2 separate regions of the Sus scrofa genome follow, and region 2 is linked to region 1. The links are chromatin contacts, called in public HiChIP or PLAC-seq maps. All regions are on one chromosome and are shown on one strand. Each heading gives the region's core, a stretch centred on a gene start, on an enhancer-like site or on the middle of the called end of the contact. The rest is flanking DNA. Distances are from core to core; before and after follow the strand shown.

Region 1 (3,868 bases), core at 1,262-3,761:
TCAGCTTCTTTTCTAGGCCCAAAGACGTTTTATGGACCTTACATAAGATGCTTTTTGACATTCTACATGACCATCTCTTTGATTATAGTTGACATAGACTTAGGAATTAATTTATCTTGTTCTTACACATTTATTTTTAACACCACTACAGGACTTCTGTGGTCATTGTTATTTTCATCTTGTTAGATTTAGTCTGTACTCAGTTTTCATCCAGTATGTGAGGGCTTCTTTCCTGCTTCAGGTCATCCACAACTTGTATGTGTGTGCTGCTGCATTCTCATCTAAGACACTGATGGCACTCTAAATTGGCTGGGCCAGGGGAGGAGATGGGGGCAGGCTTCCTCTGGTTGTCCTTGCTCATTAGCCCATGCTGGGCCTGGTCTTTTTTCTTTTCTTTTCTTTTTTGCTGTTTACAACCACACCCTTGGCATATGGAGTTCCCCAGGCTAAAGATCTAATCAGAGCCACAGCTGCCAGCCACAGCCACACAGGATCCAAGCCGAGTCTGCAACCTACACCACTGCTCATGGCAATGCTGGATCCTTTACCCACTGATAGAGGCCAGGGATGGAACCTGCAACCTCATGGTTACTATGTCAGATTCGTTTCTGCTGCACCACCACAGGAACTCCTGGGCCTGGTCTTTAACAAGCCTCAGTATTATCATTCAGCCTATATTTCACTTTCTTGTTTATGCTGTCCATTGGCAAATGCCCTGTTGAAATCTGCATTTGCTATGTCTGCAGCATCCTCCTCTCTGGCATTCCTGCAAAAAAGAAACCATGTAAATCTGGTGCTATCTTTTCCATTTCAAACTGGTCACATTAGAGAATTTCACCTAGGGCAGACGAAGTTCGCTGGCCTGTAGTTTTCAACTCCATTTTATGTCCTGTGAAAATTAGGATACTTGCTTGCCTTTTTATGAGGTACACTGCTTGCTCTTCCTCGACTTCCAGGGGTATAGTTCTTGATAGGTTTGCATTCTCATTGTCTTGTTTTAACCTTACATTCAGGTTGGCAGATGATTATGCCTATTTGTTGGATCCGTTGAAATTCATGCTGCCAAAATTTTGGCAGAGCCAGGATCAGAATTCAACTCATCTGAAACCCACATACACAATTGTTTTTCTGCCATTCCCACTTCGTTGTGACATTTAGAAATGTAAAATGTTTCTGTTTCCACAAAGATACCAAGAGCCCTCAGATAGAAGCCACACCTAAAGTTAAGCTTGATAGGTGACATTTATTTTTTCTTTGCTTTTCTTCCATTACCCTCTTCCTTCCCTTCTCTCCCCGTCGCTACCCCCTTCACATGCCTTCCTTTTTCCTTCTTTCTTTTCCCCTTCCTTCCTTCCCTCTCTTTCAAAAGGAAATGGAAGCCTCCTATTTCTGGTTGGCTACCAGAAAATACAAATTAAAAAAAAAAAAACCAAACTGTCAGGGAGTTCCCATCGTGGTTCAGTGGTAACAAATCGGACTATTATCCATGAGGAAATGAGTTCAATCCCTGGCCTCTATCACTGGGTTAAGGATCCAGCATTGCCATGAGCTTCAGTGTAGGTGGGAGACACCGCTAGGATCTGCTTCGTTCCTGTAGCTGTGGCATAAGCCAGCAGCTGCAGTTCCGATCTGACTGCTATCCTGGGAACTTCCATATTCTGCATATGCGGCCCTAAAAAGACAATAATAAGTCAATCAATCAATCAATCAATAAAATAATCTGTTAAGTATCCACATTGCTGCAGCTGTGGCACAGCCAGTGCAGCCAAAAACAAAACCTGTTAACAAAGCAAACTAAGGTGTATTTAGTGGTAAAGATCACTACCTGATGGTCCTAATAGAGTCAAGGAAGACGGTGAAAAGTAGGATATTTGTGAGGATTTGAGGATCTCGTTTAAGGCCAGTCTTTCAATTCGGGGGTAGATTAGCATTTGGCAAAATTCATGATATAATAGGTTAAGACCGGTGAGTAAGACTGGAAGTGTCAGGATGCTATCAGAAGATAGCTAGAAAGCACTGGGTCCTTGGTCAGGTTTCTTCAGATTTCTGAGATTCGGATTCATCACTTGTAAGAATTAGATAAGATTCAGTGAGATACTGTGTGACCACACGGTAAAAGCCCGATAAACGGTGCTGTCATGTATCAGTTTCATTCCAAAGCCTGTCCCGTCTCTCCTCGACGGCGCAGCAGGAGTGGCCAGCGCGCGAGGAGCGGGGCGGGGTGCCGTTGTGCCCGTCGGCCAGCAGAGGCCACTAGCGCGCCCTCCGCCCGGGCGGCTCCCACTCGCGCCGCCGCTTCCGCGAGCAGGGCTGTCCCGGCGGCCGCCTGACCGTCGCCCACCTTCAGACACCGCAGTGGCCTCACGACCCTACGGGAGCCCGTGAACATCGAAGGCCCGGAGGAGGGCGGCGGGCGGCAAGGACCCCTTGGGGCGGGCGACGTGGGGCGCGGCGGGCGGCCCGGCCGGGGTCCTCGCGGGTCCTCGGCGGGCCCGGGGGAGGGCCCTCTTTGTGGCTGCAGTTGGCAAGATGGCGCCGGTGGGGGTGGAGAAGAAGCTGCTGCTGGGCCCCAACGGGCCCGCGGTGGCGGCCGCCGGTGACCTAACCAGTGAGGAGGAGGAGGGCCAGAGCCTATGGTGAGACTACGAGGCGGCCAGGCTGAGCCGGCCGGGCGAAGGGAGGGCGCGCCGGGCCCGGCCGGACCGTCGGACAGACTGACGGGCCGTCACTGGCCGGTCAGGTTCAGGCTGGCTGTGGGACCCACCTCTTTGCTGTTGTCCCCACAGGTCCTCGATCCTGAGTGAGGTGTCCACTCGCGCCAGGTCCAAGTTGCCGTCCGGCAAGAACATTCTCGTGTTCGGTGAGCGCCAGGGACGGGGCGTTGCCCGGGGAGCTGGGGTGGGCGAGGCGGACGCCCTCTCACCGAGCCTAGGCTTCCTCTCCCCTACGGCCTGCCTGCAGCCTGCCTCGCCCGGCAGGGCCTGGAAACCCTGGCTGCACAGCCGGAGAGTGGTTGAGTCCACCACGCCCGGAGTCGGGACGGTGCCCCTTTTTGAGAGCCCAGGGATGCTGGCAAGGGGTTGTGGGCACATTCCTTAGTCGCCGTAGTTTGGCTGCAGCATCAGCTCTGCTTTAGAACCCTGGTTCTCTGCTCTAATAGCCTCAAAGTTCACCATACTGGGCGTAGAGAGGGGAGTGAGTAGATTGGAAGGTTAGCGGAGGTGGAGGAACGAGGTAACTGGGGATCGGGTTCGGGGGAGATGCCACAAAAGCCGTTTTTGGATCTGGATGAGCATTGCACAGTGGGAGGGACGTTGCAAAGGACAGCAGGCTCTGGAATCCTCACCAGGGGCTTTACTTGCATTATTTCAGCCTTCACTGCTGGGCTAACTGGTTTAGGTTCCTCACCATCTCTGGTGTCGTTTCCTTGTACAAATGAGGAAGTTTGGCTGGGTTCCTTCCTATGGCAAACCCGTTTGTTTGTTGAGTGAGTCCTGTAGGTTGGTCACTGGGACAGCACAGACATCCCTCAGACACCACACAAGAATCTCCGTCTAATGAGACATGGGTGGATGTGTTGGTAGATGTGTGAGGTTGCTCGGCATGGGCAGGTTATTCTCTGAGCATCATACAGTCTAGTGCTTGCTGTTTGAAAGAAGGTACTTCTTGGAGTGAGGTGTTTTCAAGGATAAATGTCAACATGCAGTGGCCACAGAGGGTTCGTGTTTGCAGGAACACAGGTGACAAGAGCATAAGGGGATTGGAAGCTACCACAACCTCCTCGTGGAAGGTAACTGATGAAGTAAGTTGTGGGCAGATTGTGGAAAGCTGAAGGGTTGATACTTTTTCCTGAAGGCACCCAATTCTC
Region 2 (3,845 bases), core at 806-3,305, 120 kb before region 1:
CCTTTCCACGTGTTTTTGGATTTCGTTTAGGAATCCTGCCCTCCCCAAAGTTTGTCTGTGGGGGTAAAGGGAGCTCCCACACTTGAAGACCACTCCCCCTCTCCTCAGCCCACGCCGCCCAACTAGGAGTAGGAGCGGTTGGCCAGGGCGCACAGAAGGCGCCTCCCCGCGCCCGCGCCCCCTCCCCCCGCCCAGCAGAGAAGCGAGCAGCGATGCCCGATGCAAGGCGGTCTGCCGCAGCCCGGACCCAAATAATTTCGCATATCTAAAGAAAACAGGTCCCCAAGTCAAGTTTCTGACCCACAGCCTCATAGATAAGAGCGCGGCCTCCGGAGTCCACTAAACCCGATCTCCTTCAAACCCTGGCGCGGCTACGTCCCTGAGCTCCAGCTTCTCAGTCCATAAAAAGGGAAACTAAGTCGCGAAGCGGCGCTCACAGGGCTACTCTGAAACAGCCAGTGCGGACGTCCCTGTACGCAGCCCAGGGTTCGCCGTAAGGCCGCGGGCCCACGTGGCGCGTGTGCGCGAGAGGGATGACCGCAGTTGAGGCCAAGGCTCTTCCCGGTCCGCCGCGGGCCCGCCCCCTCACCTCACCTCACCTCACCTCCGCTCTCCGCCCCAGCACCTGAGCCGACCGACACCGTGGGCCGGAGCGGGCCTGGGGCTGGCCAGGCCCGGCGCGATAAGAGGCGTTCACAACCCGCGTAGCCCACTTTCCTACCTCAGGTCCTCGCCCTCCTCTCACCTGCTTGCGCCGAGGCCTCCGGGCTCCCCCCCTCAATTCCGCGCCTGCGTGCAGTGCTGCGGCTGCAGCCACCCAGGACTCGCCTCCCTGAAAGTACCTCTAGTGCAGATCCCCGGCTGCCGGAGAAGGAAGCATCCTCTTGCCAGTCTTTATTGGTTCATCTGTGGAGGCGGGCCCATGACGGGCAGCAGAATTGCCCAATGGCTGAGGAGGACAAGAGGGCGGGACCCGGAGGGGCCAAATCCGGTTCCTCCTCAACTTCCCCCGCCCACCTCCATCCACCCTCCGGGCTCCTCCGGACTATAGGTAACCTCCTAGACTGTAGGTAGCCCGGGTGCAGGGATCAGGCAGTCCTGTGGCAGAGCATCCCACCACGTGACACTCCGCACTCTGCACACCCCAAAACGCCCAGGCTCTCCCACTCGTCACCGTTGTTAATAATACCCCACGGCCTCCTCTCCGTTTCTGTGCCAACCCTCTTTCAGGCGCCACACCCTTCTATATCTACTTGCCTCCCTCTGGAGGCCCTCCGAACGCCTTAAACACAGCTTGCCTAGAAGTCATCTTTCTGCTAACTTTGCTCTTTCTTTCCTCCCCTAACGTAGTAACGGCCCCACCATCTGCTCAGAGATTCAAGCCCCAAGTAGGAGTCATTTTGACACCTCTCCCTTCACCCCTACTCCTCTCCTGTCAGTTATCTAATCCTGTTCACCTCATCTCCTAAACAACTCCAATCCAAACATTTGCCTCCAGCTGCTCTGCCACTCTATTCCATTCTTCTCATCTGGTCTCCCCACCTCTGACTTTATCTTGGCCCTAGTAGCTCTGCTTCTACAGAATAAGTAGGGTGATCCTTCTACAATGCAAATTGCTGCTGTAAAATCTTGTAAAATGCTGTAAAATGGCTTCCCACCAACCATTGGGCCTTGAACTGACATTTACATTGGCATGGCCACTGACCGTTACCACAATAGTTGGTTGGTGGGTTGAGAAAGGCTGAGAACCATGACACCAGATATTCCCTTAGTCCCTTCCATTGTGGCATCAGAAGTTCTGCATCCCAGTTATGGCCTGCTGCCTTTCAAATCACTGTAAAAGAACTCTCCTACTGACTGTGGTAAGTCAAGGGCAGTCCTCCCACCAGAAACAGAGAAAAATAGGAGGTGACCAGAAAAGGCCACTTAGAGCCCTGGAAATGTGGTCTTCTAGAAGGAAGACACACTGACTTACCTGGGGAACCTGGCCAGCCCACCTGGATCCAAGGACCTGCCTGCCATAAAACAGCTCCTGTCATACTTGGCCCTGATATGATATTCATACCGCCACTCACCCTTGGTCCCTTCCGGAAGTACTAAAGAGTAAGTCAGAATTTGCACTATCTCTCTTCCTGGATACTGAAAGGGCTGTTTCAGACTTAAACTAAAAATAACTCTAAGGGATTCTAAATAAATTGGTGTAGTCTTTTAGTTCATTTGGGGTTATAAAGGGTCATCCTTCAGGACAGAGGCAGCACAGTTTAATTACTCAATCTGTAGGCGTTTATGGGTGCCTGAATATGCCAGGCCCTGGGCCAACAACTGGAGACACCGAGATGGCTGCCTCCGCCACACTTTCCTGAAAAGATTACATCACTCTGCTAAGTCTGAAACCACTCAGTTTTTGTAAGTTACCACACACACACACACACACACACACACACACCACTTCCAAAGTAGAAAGTCACCCTTGAGGGTTTTGTGTGCACCAGAACTTTTGCTTAAAGGCTATAATCAGCTCAGACATCCTATAGATGTTGGCCAGCCCTAGAACCCTACCCAAGGCTTCCTTGTCTCAAGGTCTTATTAGAAAAGAATGAATGAAGGATGTGTGGATTCAATGCCCAGACTGGTGCAGTGGGTTAAGGATCTGACATTGTTGCTGCTGTGACTCAGGTTCAGTCCTTAGCCTGGGAACTTCCATACGCTGCGGGTGCAGCCAGAAAGAAAAAAAGAAAAAAAAAAGGAAGATTATCCTTGGTGGGCCTGATCTTATCAGATGAGCCTTTAAAAGGGATGAGTTCTTCCTGGTGGGGAGATTTTCTGCTGTGGAATCAGCAATGGGGGTCTAGTATGGGGAAGAGGAGGCAAGAGGAAGCTGGGAGACAGCCCTGGAGCCCCTCCAGAAGCACAGCTTCCCATTCTTGCCCATACAGCACTGGCCTGGGCTACGCTGTGAAATGGTAGTTTTCCAGGAAACTGCGGGTACCTCTCCTGCCACTCTTGCGGAGGCCCTGCCCTGAAGGCCCAGGGCTCTCCTTTTAGGCAGGATCAGGGTGGACTGTCAGCACCCTGACCTAAGGACCCCAAAGCCCAACACGAAGCCAAAAGTCAGATTGGAAAGCCCAGGAAGGAGCTATTGGCGAGGACAGAAGTCAGAGAGAAAAACAAGATTACAACAAAGAAGAGCAGGCCTTTGATAATAACCGAAATTATTTATTTCTCTATTTCTCTCCCTTCCCCTTCCTCTTGCCCATGCCTCTGCGTGCAGAGAAAAGAGTAACAATATGGTTAACAGCTGTTAACAATGCTTATCTCTGTAGGAACTTTCACATTCTTTGACCACTTATTTCTTTATTTCCTTTTTGTCTTTTTAGGACCACACCTGAAACATATGGAGGTTCCCAGGCTAGGGGTTGAATGGGAACTGTAGCCACTGGGGTACACCACAGCCACAGCAATATCAGATCCAAGCCGAGTCTGCGACCTACACCACAGCTCACGGCAACGCCAGATCCTTAACCCATTGAGCGAGGCCAGGGATCGAACCGCGTCCTCATGGATACTAGTCGGATTTGTTTCTGCTGAGCCACGATAGGAACTCCTTTTAAAAACTCTTTGAAACAGGCATCAGGCATTTAATAATTGGGAAAAACTCCAGTAACATCTGTCTTAAACAATTATGCACAGGCGTGGGAGTGAAGAAGCCACAGCACAGGCCGGGTAAAGTCTCTTCTGGGGCAAGAGAGGCAGCTGGGGAGAGGACAGGGCCCTGGAGGAGGCTGCTATCTTAGATGGGGAAATCAGGAAGGTTTATCTGATAAGGTAGGCTTTGGACAGAGATC

What was found. HiChIP or PLAC-seq counts read pairs in DNA pulled down with a chosen protein or histone mark.
Region 2: an H3K27ac HiChIP or PLAC-seq map of alveolar macrophages shows a contact between it and region 1. The contact joins the promoter of PDP2 here to the promoter of DYNC1LI2 in region 1. A contact is called at or near these places in 2 of 47 Hi-C or Micro-C datasets (liver and mesenchymal stem cells) and 1 of 2 datasets of contacts at active chromatin or transcription factors (alveolar macrophages).

Annotation. Positions count from the first base shown.
Region 1 is chr6:27,444,781-27,448,648 of Sscrofa11.1, reverse strand. DYNC1LI2 (dynein cytoplasmic 1 light intermediate chain 2) reads left to right here and starts at 2,511. Exons shown (of 13, transcript NM_001243620.1): 1 at 2,511-2,636; 2 at 2,787-2,860. The coding sequence starts at 2,530.
Region 2 is chr6:27,563,633-27,567,477 of Sscrofa11.1, reverse strand. It overlaps PDP2 (pyruvate dehydrogenase [acetyl-transferring]-phosphatase 2, mitochondrial), which reads right to left and starts at 2,055. Exons shown (of 2, transcript XM_021094015.1): 1 at 1,976-2,055. LOC106508763 (a long non-coding RNA gene) reads left to right here and starts at 999. Exons shown (of 3, transcript XR_002344554.1): 1 at 999-1,862; 2 at 1,955-2,103. CA7 (carbonic anhydrase 7) reads right to left here. Exons shown (of 7, transcript XM_021094019.1): 7 at 3,512-3,845.